Linked DNA regions of Rattus norvegicus: region 2 is linked to region 1. A link is a contact called in public Hi-C data. All regions are on one chromosome and are shown on one strand. Each heading gives the region's core, a stretch centred on a gene start, on an enhancer-like site or on the middle of the called end of the contact. The rest is flanking DNA. Distances are from core to core; before and after follow the strand shown.

Region 1 (5,354 bases), core at 682-3,181:
TTAAAATACCGACACTCTTTGTTATACATTCCACAGAGCCCATTCAACTCTCCCTGAAGCAGCTTGCTGGTTTTTGCTGAGCTCTTGGAACCGTGCCTGGCTGAAAACGGTGATTGAGTATGGCTGGGACGTAAATGTTGAGTAATGTCTCCTTAAATGTTAATGTATCAGTTAAAAGGAAACCTTGAAGACACAGGTTGGAACTTGACACATTCATCAGTGACACGAGTGACTTCTCAATCAGGCCATGGTTTTCAAATGCTGGCAGCATAGTTCCTGAAACATCTGGGCTACTCACAATACAGCACCATGGGTGAGACGCACCTTTCGTGTTATGTATACAGGCAGTTTTGCTTGCTCTGTGTCTGTGTACCACATACACGCAGTGCCCAGAGCAGCCAGAAGAGGGCACCAGATACCCTGGACTGGGGTTGAGAGGCTCCACAGGGCTCTGAGAATTCAAACCGGGATCTTCCTGAAGAGCGACAGATGCTCTGAATAGCTGTACCGTCTTGTCCAGATACAGTACACTTTTAAGTTTTACTCCTATTAAAATTCCCTTTAATAATTCACTTTAGTCATGATGAGTATCCGCCATGTTGGATTTCAGGCTATCTGAGGTCACTGGGCTTTGTTACTAGTTCTTGTGCAGTGGTATGCCATTGTGTAATATTCAGATATAATAAAAGACCATGGATGCTAATACAATGTAGGGAAAGAACTGAAACATAATATGTGTGTAGTGTTTATCACTTTCCTTTTATTTTTCCTTTCATTTGGGGGTGTTTGTGTGCATGTGTGTGCATGTGTGCTCGCACACAAGCCAGAGTGTACGTGTAAAAGCCAGAGGTCAACGTGGATGAGCCAGTTTGCTCCTTTGACCTTTGTTTGGATTGAGCTTCGGTCACCAGGTTCGAATGACAAAGTACCTTGACCTGCTGAGCCAATCTTGCTGGCCCTTACTTTCCTTTTTTATTATAATTATTTAAATCCTATTGCTGCTGTTGTTTTGAGACTGTAGTTGTTTTTGCAATTTTTTTTTATTTTATGTATGCTAGTTCAACGTCCCCCACACCAGAAGAGGACGTCGGATCCCATTACAGATGGTTGTGAGCCACCATGTGGTTGCTAGGAATTGAACCTCTGGAAGAGCAGCCCATACTCTTAACCACTGAGCCATCTCTCCAGCCCCATACTGTGGCTGTTTTGAGTCTTCCTGTATAGACCAGGCTGACCTTAAGCTTAGAGACCACTGAGCGAGCCTCTCTAGTGCTGGGAACACAGACATCCACCACCCTACCTGGCTTTTTGTATCTACTCAATTGTTGTCGTTTTTGTTTCTGAGAAAGGGTTTCTCTAATATCTAGCTCTGGCTATCCTGGAATTCGATATGTAGGCCAGGCTGGCCTCGAACTCACAGAACACCACCCTGCCCAGCTATTTATTAAATTTACTTATTTGAGACAGGATCTCTCTGCATAGACCTAGCTGTCCTGGAACTCGCTATGCTGCCAGTCGGGGCTGCACACAAAACGGGACTTAGTAAACTCTTAACTAACAAAAGGAGAAGCAAAGAAACAGTTTCAAGAAAACAGAAAGGAAAAAGAGACAGAAATAAGAAGGAAAGATAATGTTTCTTTTTTAAAGTCTTTTATTAAGGAAGTAATTTTCTGACACAAAACTCCGGGTCAGCTTTTGTCAGTGCTCCCTGCCCTGTGGCTTCCAGATCCCTCCCCGTGGGCCTGCTGTGGTGCGTGCCCAGGAACCCCTTGGGCGTTCCCTGTCTGAGGACCTGACCTCTTGCTTCTTTGGAAGGACAGGATGAGATTACCAGAGCTTTGGATCCATTTTTGGATCAAATGAAAACCGCAGGCTAGTCCTCAGAGTAGCCTTCTCCTCTTACACAGCTGGCTGGGCTGTAGGGGCGGGGCTCCGCCTTCCCTGGGACCAAGGCATGGTCACGAGGTGGGCAAGGCTCCTCCATCCTCACTACCCTCTCCACACTTCCGTTTATTTTGTGTCCATTGTAAGCAGTGCTTCAGGCTCCCTCAGGGCAAAGATCTCCGACCGGAGAACCACACAACAGGTTCCAGTTAGACCCTCTGCCACTTTGTTTTGCGACTGTTCTGGCGGGTGGAAGTACACATCACCGTGCCTCAGACCACCAACGATAATCTGCACCCTTTAATAAAACCATGTGCTCACGATTCAAGTATGTTTGCAGACCACACTGTAAGAAATCTAGAATGTTCGTTTGCTGGGTGGGAAGGTGCTTCTGGACTCCTGGCTCTAACGGGAGCGATCATGATGCTTTCCCATAGATCACCCTGAACTCTTACAAGCCTAATTAATTAAACTAATTACAGCCATGTTGGTGATCCCCACTAGGAATATTAAAGGTACCTTGAGCTGAAATTCTTGCGCGCCACATTTTAAAACGGCAAGGCACCGCCTGAACTGAGCAGAACCCTCTGTATTCAGACATCAGTCACCCCTTTCCTTGCTGCCATCAAACGAGTCCCTGGGTGACTTCTGCCTTTAAAGTGTCATTTACCTTAATGGTATTCACAGAAGGCCTCTTGCCACATAACCTATGTCCTGAAGGGTGTGCTGACTTCTTTCCCAAGCCCATTCGCATCCTATGACTGCAGAAGCAGTGTCCCCAAGTAGACCGACCTTTAAGTGTCTAGCTCAGACGACATGTATGGGTAAATCTTTATTTCAGATGACCATCCTTTGGAGAAGGCTATATATGTGTGAGCCTCTCCTTTGGACAGCAGGTGCCACCTAGAGGGCGTGTGACTGCTGCCCTGGCTTGGCAGGAGCTGGGTAGCTCCAACCCAGAGGAAATTCAGCAAAGCCCACAGGAATTTGGGGTGGGGTCAGCAGCTGTCACCAATCCTAGCCCTGTGGATTCAGCTGCAGGTTTTGTAAGGGGATCCTGGAAGAGGTTGGGGGTGTGGGGTGTGTCTGGCGATTCCTAAGAGTTTGGCCCTCGACTTGATACGAACTAGGAAATGCACAGGACTCTATTTCTCCACCACAAGATGTCAGCAGTGGGCTGGCCAGGAGGTAGCTCAATGCCTGCGGGGGGGGGGGGGTGCGGGGGGGTGCGGTGGCGGGGGAGGGTCACTGTCTGACCTTCAAATTCCTGGCTTGGGGAGACTTCTCTTCTTATTAGTGGGGACGTGGTGATTTAATTAAGTTGCAGAAAGACTCTCCCTTGCTCCTGCCAGTGTCTTCTTTAAGATGATTGCCTCTGCCAAATGTCCTGACTACTCTGAACTTGAGCGTGAAGGGGCCAGTGCAGGCAGGGGCTGAGGGCAAACAGGCCAGGAAAGTGGGGACATGGGGGATGCTCAGAGACGGGATAGTTGAGGGCAGATTTCATTTTTTGATATCGTGTGAGTTTGGGCTTATGTGGTTACTAGCTATGTGGCTTTGCTTCCTGCCTACCCAAATAACATAATCCCCACTTTTTAAAAGTGGTATTAACCACAGGGTAATATGGTTCAAATAACATAAAACGACTCTCAAATTAGGAGGTGTTGTGTACACATGGATGCAGTTCGAGGGAATCATCTTCTCAGCTGAGATGTATCGTGGAGCTCCCTGTTGACTCCGTATCGTGAAGGAGCCAGCTGACCTTACTCAGGAAATATGGCCTCTCTAGCGTGAGCTGCCAGCCATAAACTTCTTCCAGCCTGACAGCGCCATCTTCTAACCAGATCCTCCTGGATGTCTTTCTCTAGCCCGTGTCCAGGGGCAAGCTGGCACTCAATGCTTGCTCCTTCTTTTTCTTCAGTGAGCCCGCTTTTCAGTATCGGGTGAGCGTGAAGTGCACCTTTCAGAGCATTACGCTTTCCTCAGGACACTCCCCAGCGGTAGGATGATGGAGAAAACTGAGACGGAGCAGGGAACCACTGAGTTAAAAACTCATGGAACTGAATGAAGACAATTTTTCCACTGGTGTGGGCATTAGTTATGATGTCCTGGCTGGCCAGAGCCCAGGGTAGAGGAGGCTTCGGTTCCAGAGCGATAGAAGCAGCAAGGACTAATTTCTCCTTTGCAACTCAGTTAAAACCATTGAGCCCCACTGATATCAAAACTGTCCAAGGCCGAACTCCAGACTTAACTGCTCATAGCATGCCGTGGTGGGAGGCAGAACTCAGGTAGTTCACATAGGCACAATAGCAAAGAGGGGCTAGGCTATCCCAACTGTGTGCTGTTTCCTGAGGCTTACCTGTGACCTGATCCTGGAGGAGGGGAGCTACTCTGGGAAAGGAGAAGCCCACAGTAAAGTTCTAAAGGAACCAAGTTACATCTCAATTCCTGGACAACTGAAACCTTCAGGATGTGGGTTTTCCATTCATGACCAGTGTGTACCTTTCTATTTATTCAAATTTTCTTTAGAATTTTCTGTACAAAATTTTAGGTTTTTCCTATAAAGAACTAGCAAGATTCAGTTCACTTTGAAATAAAACATAGTTTTGAAATTGAAAGCATCATAGAGGCTTCGGGGTTCCTGCCCTTCTATTGTTATTACAGACACACATGCAAATACATGTGTGTTCTAGGAGTGTCTTGATAAGTATTAACTAAAAGAAATAACTTGGGGCTGGAGAGATGGCTCAGCGGTTAAGAGCACAGACTGCTCTTCCAGAGGTCCTGAGTTCAATTCCCAGTAACCACATGGTAGCTCATAACCATCTATAATAAGATCTGGTGCCCTCGTCTGTCATATATATGCAGAACACTGTGTATGTAATAAATAAATAAATAAATAGATCTAAAAAAATTTTTAAAAAGAAATAACTTTAATAGCTTCCTAGTGTCATATTCAATAATGCTAAATTCTTTTTTCTTTCCTTTTCTTTTTTTATTTTCAAGACAGGGTTTTTCTGTGTCACCCTGGCTATCCTGAAACCTGCTTTGTAGACCAGGCTGGCCTCAAACTTACAGATCAGCCTGCCTCTGCCTCCAGAGTGCTGGGGCTAGAGGTTTATGCCATGAAGCCCCTCTTAATAAGGCCAAATTCTTAAACCATTATTTCCAGAGATAACATAAACGGCTTTGGGTTTTCTCTTTCTGATCCTATTCTCTCTTCTTTCCCTCTTAGTTTTTGTATTGCCGGGGATAGACCCCCAGGGCCTTGCACTCTTGATGGGCAGCTCTTCTGCCTCTGAGCTATGGATCCCCTGGCTCACTTTAGTTTTCTTACAGCACTCGTCAGTGTCTTGAGGTCATCCTTCTCCCCATCTTAATTTTAAGGGGGAAAAAAAAAACCCTTGTTTTTGGAGGTAGGTTTCACTATGTAACCCAGGCTAGCCTGGAACTCTCTATGTAGCTCAGGC
Region 2 (5,718 bases), core at 1,174-3,673, 190 kb before region 1:
GTCTTACCTCAGTTTTCTAGAGGGCAGGGAGGAACAGGTGGCTGATGGATGTCATTAAACCCCTGGGCTGTTTCTTTAAAGTTACTCCCTTTGAAAGAAGTGCAGCTGCTTCTAAATATAAATCGGGGCTAGAGTTTACCTTTTCTGTTTACTTGTTTCTTAACTGGTGAAACTGTATCTAAGACAGGGGGTATACAACTTGTTACTTGATATCAGCCGAACAACAGTGAGTCAATTGTGACAGCTCTGGCAACCAAAGGAAACAGAGAAGACGTAAATATGTTTCCAAGAGACAAAGGCTTCTTATTGCATAGTTTATTTTACAACATGTGTCTGTAGTTTTACCAAGTTAAGGGGGAAAAACGTTTTCCCACCACCTCTCGAGCTAAACATGAAGAGGACAGAATGGAAAGAGCCAACCAGTTGTGGTCTCTGTATTGTTTGGGTGAAATTGTGATTTTTAAGAACACCAAGGACTTCCTCCTTTCCTCTACCAACAACAGTATAACAGAGATGCCCTCTGTCTAAAGTGCAGCCCACCATACACTGCACTCCTTAGTGATCTGGAAGGAGTCTGGGCTTCTCTTAGCCTTAACTACCCAGTCGCTGGAGGTTTTCCAAGGTCTACTGCAAAATTGGAGACCCGGCCAGAGGACTTGGGGCTTTCAAGTTGGGTGCACGTTCCCTCGATTTCCATCTATTCCCTTCCTTAATTCCTTGCAACCTTGTAATGAATACAGGTTTTATTACCCCGAACCCCTGGCCTTTTACTATGACCCCCCTAAAAGGCAAAGGCTGTCTCTTAGTAGTTCCCACAGGCCTCCTGGATGGCTTGGGATAGACAGGTAATGGGAGCAGCCGGGTACCGCTTCCCCTCGCACCCTCAGCACGGGAAAGACAAGGTGCAAGGAATTGTTTTCCAGGGGACACTCCCAAATATTTGGCACTTGGTGTGTACGAAACACATTGTGCTAAAATGCAAAGCAGGCCTCTTGGAGTTGTTCAGCCCTGCAGAGTACGCTCCCAGATATCTTTAATTCGATGCTTAAGAGACAAAACAATGCTAAAATGCAAATTAGGCAAGGCAATACTCAGAATGAATCCCACTTGATAGGCTGAACTGAGATTTTAATGAAAAGCTTACTCATACCCCCACACCGAATTCATTCTATCTTTTAAGTACTTAAAAATGTGTAATTTTAAATTCCACCACTGTCATAATGAACACTCCGTAATAACAAGCCGGGGAACAATGGACAACCCCATATCACATTGTGTCAGGTAATTACAAAGTGGAGCGGCGTGGCAAAACTGAGCTGGGAACATCTAGGTGCCGTCCCTTTGCAGCGTGTGTAGGAGCTTTTCGGAGCTGTGTGTTGTCTCTGGAGCCTCGTCAAACGGTTCACGCCAAAACCTCAACCCAAAAGAGGGACAGGCGAAGCCGACCTTGGTCCAGGGCGTGGACAGAGGCGGCCCAAGAGGAAACACGTGAGCGCATGGAGGATGAGCCCGCAGATGCGAGTCTGGTAGAAGAGTGTAAAACCCGGCGGAGAGGAGAGGGTCCTGCCGTGCGTGGCGAGGACGTGGGGCTTCTGGAGGGAGGGATCCTGGGAGGGAATCCTGCGCGCACAGCAGAACCCACTAAGCCCAACCCTTCCCATTAAGCTCAGGGCATGGTGAGGGTGCAAGCCGGGTCACCCGGTAAAGATGCTACTTTGTAACAGAACATAAGCCTGCGTTTGGGGCAGAGGGGGGAGGGAGAGAGCAAGAAAGAAAATCAGGGAGCCGAAGGCTGAGTTGTCCTACTTCGAAGTCCTTCTCAGGAAGGCGAAAAGCTTCCTGGCAAACAGTCTGACGGCGCGCTGTGCTGGGGACCTGGCTAAGGGACATTCGGCCTCCACATAGTAGTCTGCAGTGGCCCCCGGAGCAGGACACTGGAGCCTGAGCGGTGGGTCCGGTCTAGGTTTCCCTCCGCTCCCCGGCGCTGCAACCCTGGGGCCGAGTGCTCGCCCTGCCTTCAGGTCCCTGCGCCCTTTCACCGCTCCACCTCCACCCTTCACCCCGATACGTTTTGCCTCAGCGGCCTCTAGGTCACCCTCAGAAGCCAGCTCCGAGCCCACCGAAGCCCACGGCACGGAGCTCTGGAGCAGGCAGGGTCGTTGCGAGGAGGTGGCGGCTGCGAGAAGGGCCGGTGCCCGCCGCCCAGGAACAGGCGGCCGCCAGCAGCCCCCGGAGCCGCGCAGCATCCGCGTCTACGACGACCGGGAAGCCACGCCCGCTCGCGAGCAGGGGGCTGGCCTTGTCCCCCCCCCAGCCTCCCCTCCCTCGGACCCCTCCCCGCTCAGTCCCTCCCTCCGCCCGCGGCTCGGCTCGCGGGAGGCGCAGGGCGCCGGGGCTGGCGCGCTCTCCCGGGCGCACACACAGATCCACGCACGCACGCCCAGAGCAGCTGTCTCCGCCGTGGCCGGCGCTCCTCTCGCCCATGCGGACAGACAGAGCGCAGGAAGATGGCTGACGACTCCTTCGGGCCCCGAGGATGCAGCCCGGCGGCGGCGGGAGCGGGAGCGGCGGCGGTGGCACCGGCAGCGGCGGCAGCAGGAGCGGCGGCGGCGACGGCAGGAGCGGCGGCGGCGGCATCCCCGAGACTCCCCGGGCTACCCTTCCCCGTGACGGCCACTGACGGTCTCCGCCGCTAGAAGAGACCCCGCTCCTCCCTCGCCCGTCTCCCTCCCCCCCCAAACCCCCTCCCAGCCCCGGACCCGCCAGCCCCGCTACCTCCGCCAGCGTTGCCACCATCAGCACCACCTCCACCTCCGCCACCGCCACCGCCACCACCACCACCACCACTACCGCCGGCGGCGGCAGCAGCCATTTCATCTCCACAGAAACCAGACACAAAAACATGGCAGAAATGGAGAAAGAAGGGAGACCTCCGGAAAATAAAAGGAGCCGGAAACCAGCTCACCCTGTGAAGAGGGAAATCAACGAGGAGATGAAGGTATTTTCGGACTCGGGGGCCGGGGAGACCGAGCTCTTTATTCCGTCCGCTCCCTTCGGGCTGTTGTGTAGGCTGCGGGGGGGACAGGGGCGCGCTTGTCAGTTTCTGCCGGGTCCCTGGGACGCCTCAGCTCCCCCTCCAGGTGCAAAGCCGAAGCCAACTCACGGGCTGCATCTCCGAAATCTGCCAACCTCAGATTTGATGGGGGCGGGGGGCACACTATTTAACCTCACAAACCCTAGATCCGCACAGATGTTGCCGGGCGAGGGCATTGAACCCCAGTGGCGAGTGAGCTTGGTACAGAGGCTTTCCCGAGGGTCGGTGTAGCCTTTCTCCCTTTTTCGGAAATGAATCTCCGGACCCCTCCAAAGTTAAGAGGCGCTGGGCCGGGGCACCCGGGATACCTGGATTCCATCCCTCTTCCCGGTCCATCCCCAGGCTCGGTGATCCCGTTTTGCTCCAACTCGCCAGCTGCGGCCGTGTAGCTGTCAGTGCCCGAGGCTTGGGCCGGAGCGGCGCGGGTCGAGGACGCTGCAGCCAGCGGGCTCGCCTCGCTGTCCCCGGCCGCTCCTCTCCGCCGCTGCCCCGGCTCTCCCGCTCGCCTCTGCACGCCTCACTTTCCAGTTAGCAGACCCGGCAAGCCCGGCTGAAAGCCAGCTGTCTGAGGGGCGGCCTCCGCAGCCGCCTGCCCATTGTTCGCGAAGGCCAGCCCGGAGTCCTCTCTGCGAGGCCGGGCGCCCTGCCAGGCCAGCGGTGCTCCAGAGGTGGCTAGCGCAGCCTCCTGGCGCTCCAGCTGTTCGCGTTGAAGCCCAAGAACACGGCTCAGCCTGGGCTCTTCTCCTCACCCCCACTTCTTTATTTTCCTCAAAGTTGTGTGTTTTGCCTGGGCGAGGATTTTATCTTGCGTGTGCATTTCACGAGTTTCTCGATTTGAAAAAGAAATCTCTTTTCGTATATAGATGTGTTTCTATGACATTAAATATATATAAGGCTTGTTTTTTCACGTTTCTTGGTGTTCCCCACTTCTGCATGGAATCTTCAATAGGGTCAGGTGACTTGGTCAGCTTTGGTTAAGTTTGTATTTGAAAGGCAAACTGGTTAAAATGGTATGGGACTAATTCACTGTTAATTGCGGTTTTTGGCATCTTCTTGGTTATAGCGAGCACATTTGGTGAGAGGGTGCTGAGATGAAGCCCACATTTAGAAGGGGCAGACAGACACACATCTTATGTGTTTGTGAAACTAGGTGTATGTTGGTAGCTTTACCCCTCTCGCGGGAGTTTCACTTGTATTTCACGTTTTGGAAGTAGGGCTTTTATTTTGGGAGGTGGTGGTGAAGAATTTAGTGTCTGGAAGCAGGAGGTATCCGTCTGGGAAAGTTAGGAAGCTTTGCCTTGGAAATTAATACCATTCCCTGTAACAGAAACCACCATTGATTCTAATGATAGACAGTTTTAAAAAAAGAAAAGAAAGATCTGTGAAAGTTGTTTTCTCTCCATGTGGCCCAGTGTGCTCTACAGTTCTGGCCTTTCCCTCCTGTCTTGCCTTTCAACATTACTTTCCCCGTGTCCGTTTTTTAAATGGCGAGTGGGAGACAACCAGAGAAGGCCACCAGGCCACCACAGCTAGCTCTGGCCCTTTAAGATGCTGCCTAACGCCCTCTATATGGATGGCAGCTTTTAAGTTTCATAGGTTCTAGAATTACAAATTAGCTAATTTTAATCAAAACATGTGAAATGTTATCCCGGCTGGATATAAAGGCTGACTGTGCTCAATGCTTGGGGCTGGTGCTGTTGGCTTTGGCTGCAGGCTCTCCGTGGTTTGGGAGATAGTTGTCCTTCTACAGTATAACAGATGTTTGTCTGAACTAGGGAGGAAGAAACAAAAACAACATTGTGTGAAGGGGAAAAATTACACAGTTTTCAGCCCATGCTGCAAGACCGAGTATGGGATTAACCTGGATGCACAGAACTTCCTTTAAAAAAAAGTGTTATTTTTCTTTCTCTAAATTGCCTTCTACTATTTGAAGCCTCAATCCTTGTTTCATTCTGTGGCATTAAAAGAAACTCCCCCCACCCCTCGCCCCTTTAGCAGCACGTAATTCAATTGTGGCATTTTTCTCTCTGGTTTGGAACAAAATGAAAGGGTCTGGCAGAATTTTTCAGTCATGTCCCTGTACACCATGCCAGGGTGTCTAGTGGGTCTACAGGTATTCTTAAAAAAAAATGCCTTAAAAAAATCTTTGTTTAAAGTCGCTTCTCAAAGTCACAGACTTATTTTGAGCTCATTAATATTTTTTCTGAGTTTAATATTAATAGCCACAACAACAACCCCCTTTCCTGACCCCTCCTGGTATGATTATCCCATCAGCTTCCTGAACTGAAGTCTAGGGTAACATAATAAGTTGGTTGTCCTGTATAAAAATGTGTGCAACAAAATGTCATTCAGAACACAATGTAGCCTTGCACAGGTTCATATCAGTGCTGCCGGGGCAGCTTGGCTGTGTTTGTCTTCATCTGGACCAGTGTAAACCAAACCCTGGTAAGTAATCACAGCCCAGCAGAAAGAAAGGAATGTATACAGCTAGCGGGGCCTAAGCTGTAAAAACGGAAACCTGAGCCCCCACCTCGGATCACATATCAAGGCTTGAAGGTAGGGGAAATGAAACGGGAAAGGAGAGAGCGAATGGAAAAGTCAGCCTGGGAAGTGGAGGATCGGGA

Evidence for each region. A called contact is a pair of places that touch in the nucleus more often than the background predicts.
Region 2: a contact with region 1 is called in a Hi-C map of psoas muscle, with 4 times the contacts expected there. The contact joins the promoter of Sobp here to the enhancer-like site in region 1. A contact is called at or near these places in 1 of 12 Hi-C or Micro-C datasets (psoas muscle) and 1 of 1 datasets of contacts at active chromatin or transcription factors (oligodendrocytes).

The regions. Positions count from the first base shown.
Region 1 is chr20:48,047,873-48,053,226 of GRCr8, reverse strand. No RefSeq gene overlaps it. Among named protein-coding and RNA genes, the nearest start is that of Scml4, 120 kb to the right of the region's middle. Within about 2 kb of position 1,931, at least 7 of the 93 cell types and tissues checked have an H3K27ac peak or open chromatin away from gene starts, as enhancers often do.
Region 2 is chr20:48,240,226-48,245,943 of GRCr8, reverse strand. It overlaps Sobp (sine oculis binding protein homolog), which reads left to right and starts at 2,423. Exons shown (of 7, transcript NM_001412110.1): 1 at 2,423-2,998. The coding sequence starts at 2,903. It overlaps 9030612E09Rikl (RIKEN cDNA 9030612E09 gene like), which reads right to left and starts at 2,256. Exons shown (of 1, transcript NM_001109496.1): 1 at 306-2,256. The coding sequence starts at 2,246. The coding sequence ends at 1,803.